Regions from separate parts of the Mus musculus genome. Here regions 2, 3 and 4 are each linked to region 1. Evidence: chromatin contacts called from public Hi-C, HiChIP or PLAC-seq and promoter capture Hi-C data. All regions are on one chromosome and are shown on one strand. The core of a region is the stretch at or near the end of the contact, and the rest is flanking DNA. Distances in the headings are between cores, read along the strand shown. Region 1 holds the start of Gpsm1 (G-protein signalling modulator 1 (AGS3-like, C. elegans)). Region 2 holds the start of Rabl6 (RAB, member RAS oncogene family-like 6). Region 3 holds the start of Rexo4 (REX4, 3'-5' exonuclease). Region 4 holds the start of Cacfd1 (calcium channel flower domain containing 1).

Region 1 (2,700 bases), core at 89-2,588:
ATGTCTCTAAGGGCCTCCTAAAACCAAGGCCTGGGAATCTAAGCCCAGTCTGACACCAAGTGGGTCATAGCAGCCTCCATGTGTATGTTGTATCCTTTGAAGGCAACCAGGAAGCGCCTGCATTCCAGAGCCAGGGTCTGCTAGGGACCAGGCCCGAGACTTCAGCAAACGTGGGTGGTGCCTGGCCAGCCATAACACACACTCTGCCTTAGCCAAGAGAGAGCAAGCCCTGGCTCCTGTGGTCTTAGGGGGAGGTGTGGGGACAGCAGCAAGCTTGCGCCTCGCCCCAGGCACAGATGGTTCTCATTGCTCGCTCCTGCTCCTTCCTAGGAAAACAAACTAGCTCAGGGCCAACAGCCCAGTTTTATCTTGTGTTTGTTTTTGTTGCCATTTTTCTCCGCCTGAAGCCACTGTACTGTGGGCTGCGTCTGCAGGGTCTGTCTGGGGTGACCTTGGCATGGTGTCCCTCTTCAGACCAGGGTCCAGGGGTGCAGAAAAACTGCCAAGGACACTGCCATAGTCTGCACCCTGACATGTTCCTGTTCCACTGAGGGTCACAGCTACGTTTTCAAGAAGATTTAGAGTGGCCTGGAGAGAAGAGCAGAGACCTGGGTGAGTCCCAATGGAACTGGCTGTCCAGATGGTGCCCTGTGGCTGGCTGGGGGTTGGCTGAGGTGAAGGCTCCAAGGCTACTCAAGTTGGATGAAGAAAGATCACTCCGAGGTTCAGATCCTCAGGGTCCTGGGAGAACTCAGAGGAGGGTAGGCAGATGAATGAGCAACGGCCAGCCTCCCACGTGGGCTCCTGGTGTTCTTCCAGTATGTTTTCCAAACGCTTGCATTTCACAGATGAAATTCAACATGAAATCTGGTGGTGAAAGCCCTAGGAAGGTAGAGACTTGCCTAGGGCTGGACAGCATCCTCCCACCCTGACTCCATCTAGGAAGACCTGTTTTCTCCTTAGCCCCAGGAGCATCTGCATGGCCTGTACCCCACAAGAGGTGACAGGAAAGGAACAGGATGTGTGTGTGACAGCAAACTCTCGTGTGTGTGTGTGTGTGTGTGTGTGTGTGTGTGTGTGTGTGTGTGTGTAAGAAAAAGCACTAAACTCCAGGCTTAGCAGGGCTTCCCCCCCAAAGAAAAGGAAACACAGCATTGTCCACACTAGAGCAGGACTCTCCTTGCACTGGACCTCAAAGACAGAGCCCCGCCCACCCCACGGTAGGCGGGACCGCCGCAGTGGTGGCCGGTGGGCGCCTGCCCCTCCCCACCCTCCCTCCGCCTGGCGGCGGTGACATCACAGCTCTGGCGGGAGGGGCGGCGGCACCCCAGCACATCACTTCCTCGGCGTCTCCCGCGGACGCGCGGACAGGCGGACGGACGCGCGGACAGGCGGGCAGATCGGCAGGCGGACGGCCGCAGAGCGGGGCGGTGCTCCTGCTCGGCGCGTCCCCGACTCATGGCGAGCCCGGCCCCGCCCGTGGCCGAGGAGCTCCCGGGCCCGGCCTCCAGGCGCCTCTACTCCAGGTAGTTCAAGGACCGGGATGGGAACGGGGACCTGAGCGGCAGACGCGGGCGGGAGGCTGCCGGCCCAGAACAAAGGCTGCTGCGGCGACGCGCAACGTGGCCGGGGACGCGCCTCCCTGGATCTGCGTAGGGAGCGGTGGGGGCGCGGGGCCCAGGGCCCAAAGATCAGTTTCGCGGTAGAGGGGTTGGGACTGGGTTCTGCCTGCAACCCTGTCCTGATGCCAAAAGGGCTTACGGGGCGGGCACTCCACCACCCGGCTCTGCGGGACCCTGAGTAGCATGGATGCCAGTCTTCGTTATCTGGAGTTCTCTTCTCAAGCCTGACACTGCCGTGACCCGGTGTTGGTGTAGCATGGCCACGACCCAGGCTGTCATGATGGGGCCCTGCCTTCACTAGCTATCCCCAGCCCTAGGCCAGAAGGAGCTGGGCCTGAGCCAGGCAAGTGGGTGTGTGCTTCCCTACAAAGGCATTTGCCTTCCAGGCAGGTTCACAGGTGATCGAGCGGTCTGTGCTGTGTGCCCGCCCACTGGGAATGACAGGATAGTCCTGCCCCTGGCTCCATGCCTCCCTGGTGACTCCCTTTTGATGGATGAGGGTGTTCTCCGGTGAGATGCTGATCCCAGAAGTGGACCAGAGCTGTCAGTTCACTCTGGCTTCAGGTTGAGCTGGACCGGCCTGAGTTCTGGGCAGGGGCTGTCATCAGACCTAAAGGAAGGCCCAGCATCCTTCAGTTAGCTTCTGGCCCCCACCTCGTCTAGCCCTTCCCCATATCTGGGGTCTCCCTGTTAGGGGTCAACCCTGAAGAAATCTACTCAAGTGGGGTGGTTCATCAGCTAGCCAAGCTCTGCCTAGTACCCCCAAAGAGCAAAATGAGGGCTTGGTGCCTGGCGAACAGATCCTTGCCGTCCCGTTCTAATACAGTGTTCTAATGCTGCAGCTCAGAGACAGTGTCCCCATTGTGTGGTGTTGAAGATCATGCCTGAGCCCCACACCCTCCTCCAAGTTCTAGTGCAAGGGTAAGAGGTTTGCTAGCAGCTTCTTGGAGTCCCCTGGGAGCAGAGGCTCTGTGGGGTCACATTTAACTCAGGGCCAGCCACCCCTGTGAGAAGGAGGTGTCTACTAGGCAGACTGCAACGTGTGTGTGCATGTGCGTGTGCGTGTGTGTATGTATGT
Region 2 (2,792 bases), core at 50-2,549, 710 kb before region 1:
GCAAATTAATACTATATAAAAATAACGAAAGAATCCAAACATAGATTCCAAAGAACACAAACCACTGAATATTTGACTCAATTCTCTTCCTCAGTCAAGAGAAATACAAACTTCCAAGTTAACACACATACACTGTTTGCTTCTAAATTTGCACAAAAAATCCTCCTAGTAAGTTTCATAATGTTACATTATTACCTAAATATCACTGACCCTGTGAGGCACAGCTTACAGTGAACTGTGTGTATGTGCCAGTGCATGTATGTGTGCGCGCACGCGCTTCAAAAATGTTGCAGTATAGAAATAGTTTAGAAGTAAACAATATCAGACCACGACATTGCCCAAGAATCTTTTGATTGTTCAACCTGCAAATGGAAAAACTCTAAAGAGGTCAAGAGAACCGTGTGCTTCTCGCTGCACAACATACATAATTTATAACGAAGGGCAGAGCGGACTTTTCTTCTTGTGGGGTCAGGGATGCAGAGTTAAGAGCCTCTTGAAATTAAAAAAAAAAAAAAAGCATATCCCTTACAAAACAAAAAACAAAAAAACAAAATCAAGGCTCAAGGCCCACAGGCGACCGACTTTCAGGAGCCTCCGACTTTCAGGAGCCTCAAGTGAGAGCAGGCGCGGGGGGCGGAGAGGAGGCAGGCACACGCAGCCCCGCGCGCGCACCCTCGGGTTATGTAATGGTCTCTCTCCGCAGGGTACCCGCGCCAATCAGGGTCCTCCACCGCTGCTCCGCTAGTGTCGCCGCACAGCTGTTCTCTGGAGGTCTCCTGTCAGGTGATGTCCCTCAAGGAACGACCACTACTCAGAACCCAGGGACCCGTCCGCCCCTACCCTCTGATTCTTCCAGACCCTAGTAGGCTGGGTGGCCGCCCCGGGCCCTGCCAGCCGCCCCGGCCTGCCCGACGGCGCGGCCCGCACTCACTGTTATACTGAACCCCCTTAGCGAAGCGCCTCTGCAGCGCCTGGTTCATGGACTGCAGCCCGGCGGGGATGTTCTTGTCCCGGCCTGGGGCCTGCTCCGACCCCACCAGCTTCTTCAACGCGGAGAACATGTTCCTGCTGGACGTGCGAGCCGGGCTGGCCTGCGAGCTCAGCAGCGGCAGCAGCACAGCGCACCCCGCACCATGTCCGGCCGGCCCAGGCTTCCCCCGAGGCCGGAGCGGGCGCGGCCTCGAGCGAGGTTCTGGGGCCTCAGCCTCTGTGGCTCCGCTCCGGCTTCCACGGCCCTCGGCGCGGCAGCCAGGCACCCGTCAGCGCCGCCATCTTGGCGCCGGCGCGGCTACGGGACGCTAAAAGGGACACGTAGCCGCCGCATGCGCAGAGAGCGCACTAGGTCCCGCCCTTTTCTAGCATCTCCACCTCGCCGCCACCAACCCCCTCTGGTCCAACGATCAGCTTCCCGGTCCTCAAGAGTCCCGAGGTTTCTCCTTCCTCTAGTGTAGTTCTGGAAAAATGTTTATTTCTGTACTACAGCCCAGACAGGTTTACTTTTTCTTCTTTTTGGCTCCCTTGAGCTTCGCCTCGATCAGCTGTTGGGCCTGTTTCTTTATCTCCGCCCGCGAAGGGACGTAACTATGGTCCACATCCGCAAACTGGAAGGTTTCTGAACAGGCAAGAAAAGGAGTGGCTGCCACCCTCTTTCCAGAAGCCTCCCACCTCTACCTGTTGGCGTTTGCTGCCATAGGCCATCTCCTGCCGGGAGCTCATTTCAGACATGTATCAATGACTGGAGACCCCTGCCCTAAGTCACCTAAGGCCAGGTGCCAGACAACTAGGATTTGCCAAGATTATCCACACTAGCTGTCCTTATCCTTTCACCCCACCTTGCCTCTGTAGCAGAAATTCTTCTAAAAGTTCGGTCTGGGCTCCCTTCTGGCCCATCCCATGATATACGTCCCTTTTGTCTCAGAAAAAGAAACCTCTGTAACGTCTATCGATTAAAACCTTTCCCTTCAGCGCCCAGTCACCATGTATGCCATCTCTTGTCTTGAGTTCAGACCCTATCTAGTTGCAGCTATTGTTCTTGTCGTCCTTCTCCATCTTCCTGTGGCCGGCATGTAGAGCCTCACCTATCATGTCCTCCTCTGGGTCCTCAAAGGTAATTCTGGTATTATGTTTCTCTTTTAGAGTTGATGACTCCAAGGTGTCCCTCACCTTTGTGTCAACCTGCAGGGCAGCACCCATTATCATCTTGGAGAGCACATGGGCTTTGTGGGGACCCCTCCATGGCCCAGGGTTACCTCCTCATTTCTGGACAACGTTTGCATGCGCTCAGCCAGGTAGATAAGCTTTCCCTCACAATAATCCAGCTTGCCGTACACATCAAGAGTGTTAGAGACTGCTATTTCTTTCTGTGGGTCAGAGGAGCAGCTGGTTTTCCTGTGGTCCCACACAGGGACCCTGTACACAGCATCTCCTCCCCGGGGGCTGATACCTGGAAGGTTGGCAAGGTGATGCCGATGAGCCGGATGTAGAGGTTGTCAATACCTGTCTGGATGACCAGCAGCAGCTGCTGGCCCTTATTCATGTTGTTTTGGGCCTGCTTGAGTCTTGCTTCTTCCTCTTCTAGCATGTTCTTCATCTTCTTCTGGATAGAGTTAAAGCTATGGGGGAGGTAAGCACAGCAGTGAGGAGGAGGAGGGCACAGCAGTGAGGAGGAGAAGGAGGGCACAGCAGTGAGGAGGAGAAGGAGGGCACAGCAGTGAGGAGGAGGAGGAGGTGGGCACAGCAGTGAGGAGGAGGAGGTGGGCACAGCAGTGAGGGGGAGGTGGGCACAGCAGTGA
Region 3 (2,886 bases), core at 254-2,753, 650 kb after region 1:
ATTTGGAGTTTCACTTAGTGACTTCCATGGTCAACACTGTGGGACACAGTGATCACTTCCGTTATCTCTGGAGGCGGCTACAGCTCAGAATCTAAGGAAGACCTGGAGGAAGGGAGTTCAATGGAAAGAAAGAAGTCCTGTGAAACCAGATAGGGCTGATCCATGTAGAGGAGAGGTCCAGGAGACCAATTTCTTCCTTGTGTTCAAATCTCCAGTTAAGACCACAACAAGATGGCAACCAGCTGAGAGATGTTGCAGTGAGTTTCTACTTATTCACTCCCCTAATACTTAAAAGGCCTGAAGGATTTAGATTCTTGTAGAAACCAGAGCCAAATCCAAGTTTCCTTTAGTAAACATGTCCTCCCTGCACACTTTACTTTCTTGGGAGAAAGAACAAGAACCAGCATACACAGCCCTGACTGTCCACAGGGTTTGGCTGCTCCTGGGTGTCCTGTTGGAAGATCCACACTAAGGAACAAGGTGGAGTGTTGTTATGGAGGCCAAGAAATTCCTTATTGTCTTTCTTACTGAGGCTCCATGACATACACTCCTCAAGACTCCCTAGAAGTCGACAGTGAAGGCATATTCAGCACCCCAGTTCTGCTGTTTACACCGTATGTGACCTACTTTCAACTCAAACCCTGTAAGTTATGTGTCACAATTTCCCCGTCTAAGAAACAAGGGCAGTAAAAGCATCTAACTAAGCTGGGCGTGGTGGCGCACGCCTTTAATCCCAGCACTCGGGAGGCAGAGGCAGGCAGATTTCTGAGTTCGAGGCCAGCCTGGTCTACAGAGTGAGTTCCAGGACGGCCAGGGCTACACAGAGAAACCCTGTCTCGAAAAAACAAAAACAACAAAAAAAAGCATCTAACTAGTATGGAAGAATTTATGAATGGGGGTAGGTATAGAGGCTCAGGACTAGGGAGGCTACCTAATGTAGGAGGACAACCACTAGTGTGGGTATACCCTGAGCTACAATAGTTCCAGAACCACTGGGCCAGAGTTCTGGGACATAGTTTAAGACGTTGCCAGGGTGGCAACCTAGATAAGTGATTCATAATTGAGAAAAAGAATTTGAATGAAGCAGAGGGCAACATCCCTTCCTCCTTCGGAGTCTGTGGCTACCTGACAGAAAGTTCGGGATGAAGGTGGCCTGTCGCCGGTCTCACCTCTTGCAACGCCTTCCAATTTTGAGAAAAGTTCTCGGGGGCCTTCGGCGGTCGGCCTGCCACAGCCGCCGGGTGGCTTCCCGGAACCCCACTTCCTGCCAGAGCTTTGCTCTTCCTGAACTTCTTCTTGGCTTTCTTCCTAGCGAGCTTCCTGATAGGCCCAGGTTGGGGCACCGGCGCGGTGGCCTTCGTCTTCATCTCCCCGCTCTCCGCAGTCGGAACCACCAGGGAAGAGACCGCGACTCCAGCAACCGCGCAAGCACACATTTCCCAGGGTGCAAGCGTGCTCCACTGCGCATGCGGGAACCCGGGTTGCTGTTCTCTTCGCGACCTGCTAGAAACCGAGACTGCATCTTTGGTTCCGCACGTATGCGGACTCTGCGACTAGCCCGCTAGTTAGCACTGGGGGCTGACAGCCCTGGCTAGCAGCGCTGCGGTTGGATACCCAGAGTTTGACGGAAGGGAGCCCAGACCTTCACAAAGATCTGGTGTCCCGGAAGGCCGCAAATGAGGAGACTCTGGGACACCGGAAAAGGCTGGGGGACTACTCTCGGTGTGGCACTCACGGGGGTACGGAAGAGGCGGAGGCGGGTCTTGTGTAGGTTGCCCTATGCACAACCACACACTGCGAATACCGAAGCCTTCCCCACGTCTCTGGTTTACTGACTGCAAAGGCACGCCAGCAGTGTCCGATATTAATGATAAAGCAAAATTTAATTGTGACTATATACGTATACATATACATTCTTAATCGCAGTGTTAATGACCAGCAATCTATTCTTGATCCTGATAGTGCAATACAGATGGGGCGGTCACAGTTGAATCGTTTGCCCTCGGGTTTCTCTGACTAGAGATAAGCAGCAAAGCCAACAGACCACGTAAGAAGGTTTGGGAGACTTGGTGGTGGCTGTTAGGAAAAATATCCAATCAGGACACCCCCTCCCCGGCACCCCCCAAGACCAAGTTCTGAGCACAGAGAAGGCTAGGCAGATTCCGCAACACACTTCAAATTGGCAGTTAAAGAGACTAGGCCTAAGGTATGGGCAAGTCCAAGCAACTCGATTACTAGTAGAAAAAAAAAAAAAAAATCCAGGCTCTAGCCTTCGCACCTGTTGGTATTCTGTCTGGACTCCACCCCCACCGAAACCTGGCAACAGCCAGATATGCTCCTCCACACAGTTACCTGGTAGCAGCTAGGTAGGACTGACCCTATAAAAGGGGCTGCTTGCCCCCTCATCCCTCTCTCTTTCTCTCTCACGCTTTTGCCTCTTGGCCCCTTGTTCCCCCCTTTCCCCATTCCCTTACCCCCTCTCTCCATATGCTCATGGCCAGCCTCCAATCCTCTCCTCCCCCTCCCCCTCCCCCTCCCCCTCCCCCTCCCCCTCCCCTCTCTGCCTTTGTCTCTACTACCCTCTTAACTCCCCTCCCCATGCCCCGAATAAACTCTATTCTATACTATACCGTCATGTGGCTGCTCTCTCAGGGGGAAGGGATGCTGAGGCATGGGCCCACTGAGGCACACCCTTCCCCCACACCCTGCCAGAACAGATCTTAGTAGCTCTTTCTCTTTTTATGATCACAACAGCACTCACTCAGATAATGGTTCTGGAATGCCTAGAGATAGAATAAGATAAAGCCCATCTACCCCAGAAATCCAGTGCGCTTTAAATCGAGCCTTCAAGCTCACTTGATGGTCTCTCTATCTTAGCAATGGGAG
Region 4 (2,958 bases), core at 322-2,821, 690 kb after region 1:
CACTTCTGCTGAGCCACCACTGCCTGCCCCTTTCAGATCACTGCCTGAAGCTAGTCTATTAGAAGTGGACAGAGTAAAGGCCCACCAGAGGGACGGGAGAGGCAGTCAGGGAACCCCCTGGTGTCAGTAGTCTCCCTGAGGTGGCCCTCACCCAGCCTATCATTGTTCTTGCCTGCAGAATGTGACAGGCAGCTCTTTGGACCTCGGGGTGAAATTGTGAGTCCCTCACTGAGCCCAGACGGGAGGAAGGCAGGGACCTGCAGGGTCTTCATCAGTGTGGCTCCACAGGCCCGCATTGCCATCCGCGCCCTGGCCAGTGATATGGGCACTGCTTCTGAGGGGACCAATGCCAACTATGTCTCGGTGAGGCCACGAGGATGGGGACAAAAAGGGGGTAATCTTTTGATACGATTCTGGAGAGCTGTCTCTAGGAAGGAGGGAGGGAGTGTTGGCATTAGGGAACACTTTTAGCTTATTTTTCATCCAAAACTTCAAAATTATTGGAAAGAATGGGAAGGAGGGTTTCTGCCACTCACTCACTCACCAGGGAATGCTTGTGGCTCTACCCACAAGAAGGAAGAGAGAAGGCCTTCCCTGGGAGTCCATTGCCTGTTGACCCAGCGTGGAAGCATCGTGTTTGTGTCTGGTGTTTTGTTTGTTTTCAGAAGAGCATAGGTAGGGTTGCGATTCAGTATGCTCTACAAGGCACCAGAGCACCTCAGACTTAGTCTTGAGCAGGATCCTAGCTCTTGTACCTGGTTGTGTGTTCTGGGGAGTTTCTTGGGTAGAACCGAGTGTCCCTCATGTGGGCTCCTTTAAGAAACAAAAATGACTCTGAGTAGCCAGGAGTTTATAAATAATGATCACTCATGGCCTGTTCTGGCTACTTGCTTCTCCACAGATCAGGGACATCCACAGTCTGAGGACCACAACATTTTGGGGGCAGCAGGTGCTCTACTGGGAGTCCGAAGGCAGCGAGGCTGAACTGGAGTTTAGCCCTGGCTTCCTGGAGGCACATGCCAGTCTCCAGGGCGAGTATTGGACCATCTCACCTAGGACATCGGAACAGGACGACAGCCTGGCTCTGTCCTAGGTTTCTCTCCAACAGCCGGGGAGTATGCAACTTTAGCCTCTTTAGAAGTTCTAATGCCTGCTAGCCTTAGGGAACCTCTTTTAGTGACCTTTTCCAGGTGCAGAAGGGCTGGGACTGGGAGGTGGAGATCAGAAAAACAGTCCCAGCCCCCAGTGGTTAATAAAGGATACAGGATACCAGACTGGAGTTTTCCTCCCATAACCTGCCGCCCATTACAAGCCTAGCTCGAAAGCTCATTCTACTGCAAGGCGGAGTTCCTTGGAGGTCTGAACAAGGCCTTTGCCACTTCTGGATGACGTCTTCCAATCTTGCAAAGAGGAAAGGCCAGACCGGATCCAGCGCACCTGCTGGGTGGCAAAGGGCGTCTGACAGTCTGTAAACACGCCCCTTATGCTATACTCCATTTCCTCCCGCCCTCCCCCCGCCCCCCGGCTATGGCCTGCGGGCCCGCCCCTATGCTAATCACCACCTCTCCCACAAGGCCGCGCGCGGGTGGACACGTCTCTTTGTGCGCGCCTGGGGCTGCGCGCAGCGTTTAGCATGAGCGGCTCGGGCGCCGCCGGAGCGGCCGCGGGCCCAGCCCCGCCGGCACAGGAAGAGGGCATGACTTGGTGGTACCGCTGGCTGTGCCGCCTGGCGGGAGTGCTAGGAGCGGTGTGTGAGTATCGGGTCCAGGGAGCGGGCGTCCCCGGGGTTGCCATGGCTCCCGGCCTCAGGCCTGCAGTCCACCGCCGGAACTCGATGGCTTACTGCCCAGTTGTTGCGGCCCTGATCAGAGGAAATGAGACTCACAGAGGACGCGCGTCTGCCCCTTCCCGGCCCTGCCTCGGCCTGGTGATGCTTACCTGGGCTGGGGTGGGACTGCCAAGTTCCCAGCCTTTGGACAAAACTTGTTCATAAATGGGGGGCAGCTCTCCACAGGCTGGGAAGTTTGCTTGGGGGTCAGATGGTGCCAGGAGAAGAGTGGCCCCTCAGGGTGGCTGGGCAGTGATCGGAGTTCTCCTCGGGTTCCTACTGTCCACACTCTCCTAATGCTTCTCGTCGGCCTAGTATCCTCCACACCAGCAAGCTTTCTCTGCTCTTGTAAAGAGGAAGGCAGGTCCGCCTCTTCAGTGCAGCTATGTTGCTGGCCTTCCAAACAGTGTGTTTGCTAAATCCTGGGTGTCCCTTTCATTGTGAATTCCTAGAAGTCCAGGTGAGTGCTGGGAAGGCCCGAGGATCCATTGCCTACCTGGTACCAGAGCAGGAACTGTGTGGGTAGGGGAAGACTCATCCGTTTTCCTGTCTGGAGGAATACCTTGGAGCCCCATCTGTCCAGACGATCTTGCTAGTCAGATGGATAGGGTAGAGTTAGGTATGTGCTGCCCTGGTAAGGCAGCTCTGGAAGAAGTCTGCTGAGGTTGATCAAATCCTCTTCAGTGCAGTTAGCTAGTTCAAGGTGGTATTAAGGGGTGAGGGACAAGGAAGGGCCTGACCATGACCTGTAGGCGGCTATCCTCCCTCCGTCATGGTGATTCAGTCAGTGACCAGGTGATTTCTAGATTAGATTGACTTTGGAAATCCCACCCAGTCCCATACTTCCTGTGGGTACCTGTGCTACTCCCGAAGGCCTCCCTAATCCTCCTGCCGAGCCAAGCTATCAGTGAAACCTTACTGGAGACCTGTGGCCGTAGCTTAAATTGTTCCCTGAACCTGATCATTGGGATCAGGGGGGTGGACATCAAGGTTTTGAATACTGGCATATCATAGGAGGGAAGGATATCGTGTATTTGCTTTAAAAACTCAATAGGGGTTTGGCAGGAGCTATGGCTTAGCCGGTCACTTTGACATAGGGCTATCCTCTCTTGGAATGGAGGATATTCTAA

The links. Promoter capture Hi-C pulls out the DNA fragments that hold promoters and counts their contacts. Hi-C and Micro-C count contacts between places; a contact is called where the count stands out from the background. HiChIP or PLAC-seq counts read pairs in DNA pulled down with a chosen protein or histone mark.
Region 2: a FOXA1 HiChIP or PLAC-seq map of pancreatic cancer cells shows a contact between it and region 1. The contact joins the promoter of Rabl6 here to the promoter of Gpsm1 in region 1. A contact is called at or near these places in 6 of 39 promoter capture datasets (cranial neural crest, frontonasal cranial neural crest, hematopoietic stem and progenitor cells and 2 more) and 3 of 115 datasets of contacts at active chromatin or transcription factors (astrocytes, large pre-B cells and pancreatic cancer cells).
Region 3: a Hi-C map of CD8 T cells shows a contact between it and region 1, with 2.6 times the contacts expected there. The contact joins the promoter of Rexo4 here to the promoter of Gpsm1 in region 1. A contact is called at or near these places in 1 of 484 Hi-C or Micro-C datasets (CD8 T cells), 3 of 115 datasets of contacts at active chromatin or transcription factors (large pre-B cells, microglia and pancreatic cancer cells) and 1 of 9 other capture datasets (liver).
Region 4: a contact with region 1 is called in a promoter capture Hi-C map of pre-B cells, with 4 times the contacts expected there. The contact joins the promoter of Cacfd1 here to the promoter of Gpsm1 in region 1. A contact is called at or near these places in 2 of 39 promoter capture datasets (hippocampal neurons and pre-B cells) and 4 of 115 datasets of contacts at active chromatin or transcription factors (bone marrow-derived dendritic cells, memory CD8 T cells, pancreatic cancer cells and 1 more).

The regions. Positions count from the first base shown.
Region 1 is chr2:26,314,195-26,316,894 of GRCm38.p6, forward strand. It overlaps Gpsm1 (G-protein signalling modulator 1 (AGS3-like, C. elegans)), which reads left to right and starts at 1,339. Exons shown (of 14, transcript NM_153410.5): 1 at 1,339-1,526. The coding sequence starts at 1,459. Gm52505 (a long non-coding RNA gene) reads right to left here. Exons shown (of 2, transcript XR_003953775.1): 2 at 1,155-2,232.
Region 2 is chr2:25,607,182-25,609,973 of GRCm38.p6, forward strand. It overlaps Rabl6 (RAB, member RAS oncogene family-like 6), which reads right to left and starts at 1,300. Exons shown (of 15, transcript NM_001024616.2): 1 at 932-1,300. The coding sequence starts at 1,061. It overlaps Ccdc183 (coiled-coil domain containing 183), which reads right to left. Exons shown (of 14, transcript NM_029859.1): 11 at 2,444-2,612; 12 at 2,250-2,360; 13 at 2,079-2,175; 14 at 1,448-1,612. The coding sequence ends at 1,494. It overlaps Fcnaos (a long non-coding RNA gene), which reads left to right and starts at 2,149. Exons shown (of 8, transcript XR_003954003.1): 1 at 2,149-2,288.
Region 3 is chr2:26,962,883-26,965,768 of GRCm38.p6, forward strand. Rexo4 (REX4, 3'-5' exonuclease) reads right to left here and starts at 1,504. Exons shown (of 8, transcript NM_207234.2): 1 at 1,170-1,504. The coding sequence starts at 1,436.
Region 4 is chr2:27,008,355-27,011,312 of GRCm38.p6, forward strand. It overlaps Cacfd1 (calcium channel flower domain containing 1), which reads left to right and starts at 1,572. Exons shown (of 6, transcript NM_029862.4): 1 at 1,572-1,751. The coding sequence starts at 1,634. It overlaps Adamts13 (a disintegrin-like and metallopeptidase (reprolysin type) with thrombospondin type 1 motif, 13), which reads left to right. Exons shown (of 29, transcript NM_001001322.2): 28 at 179-363; 29 at 902-1,271. The coding sequence ends at 1,093.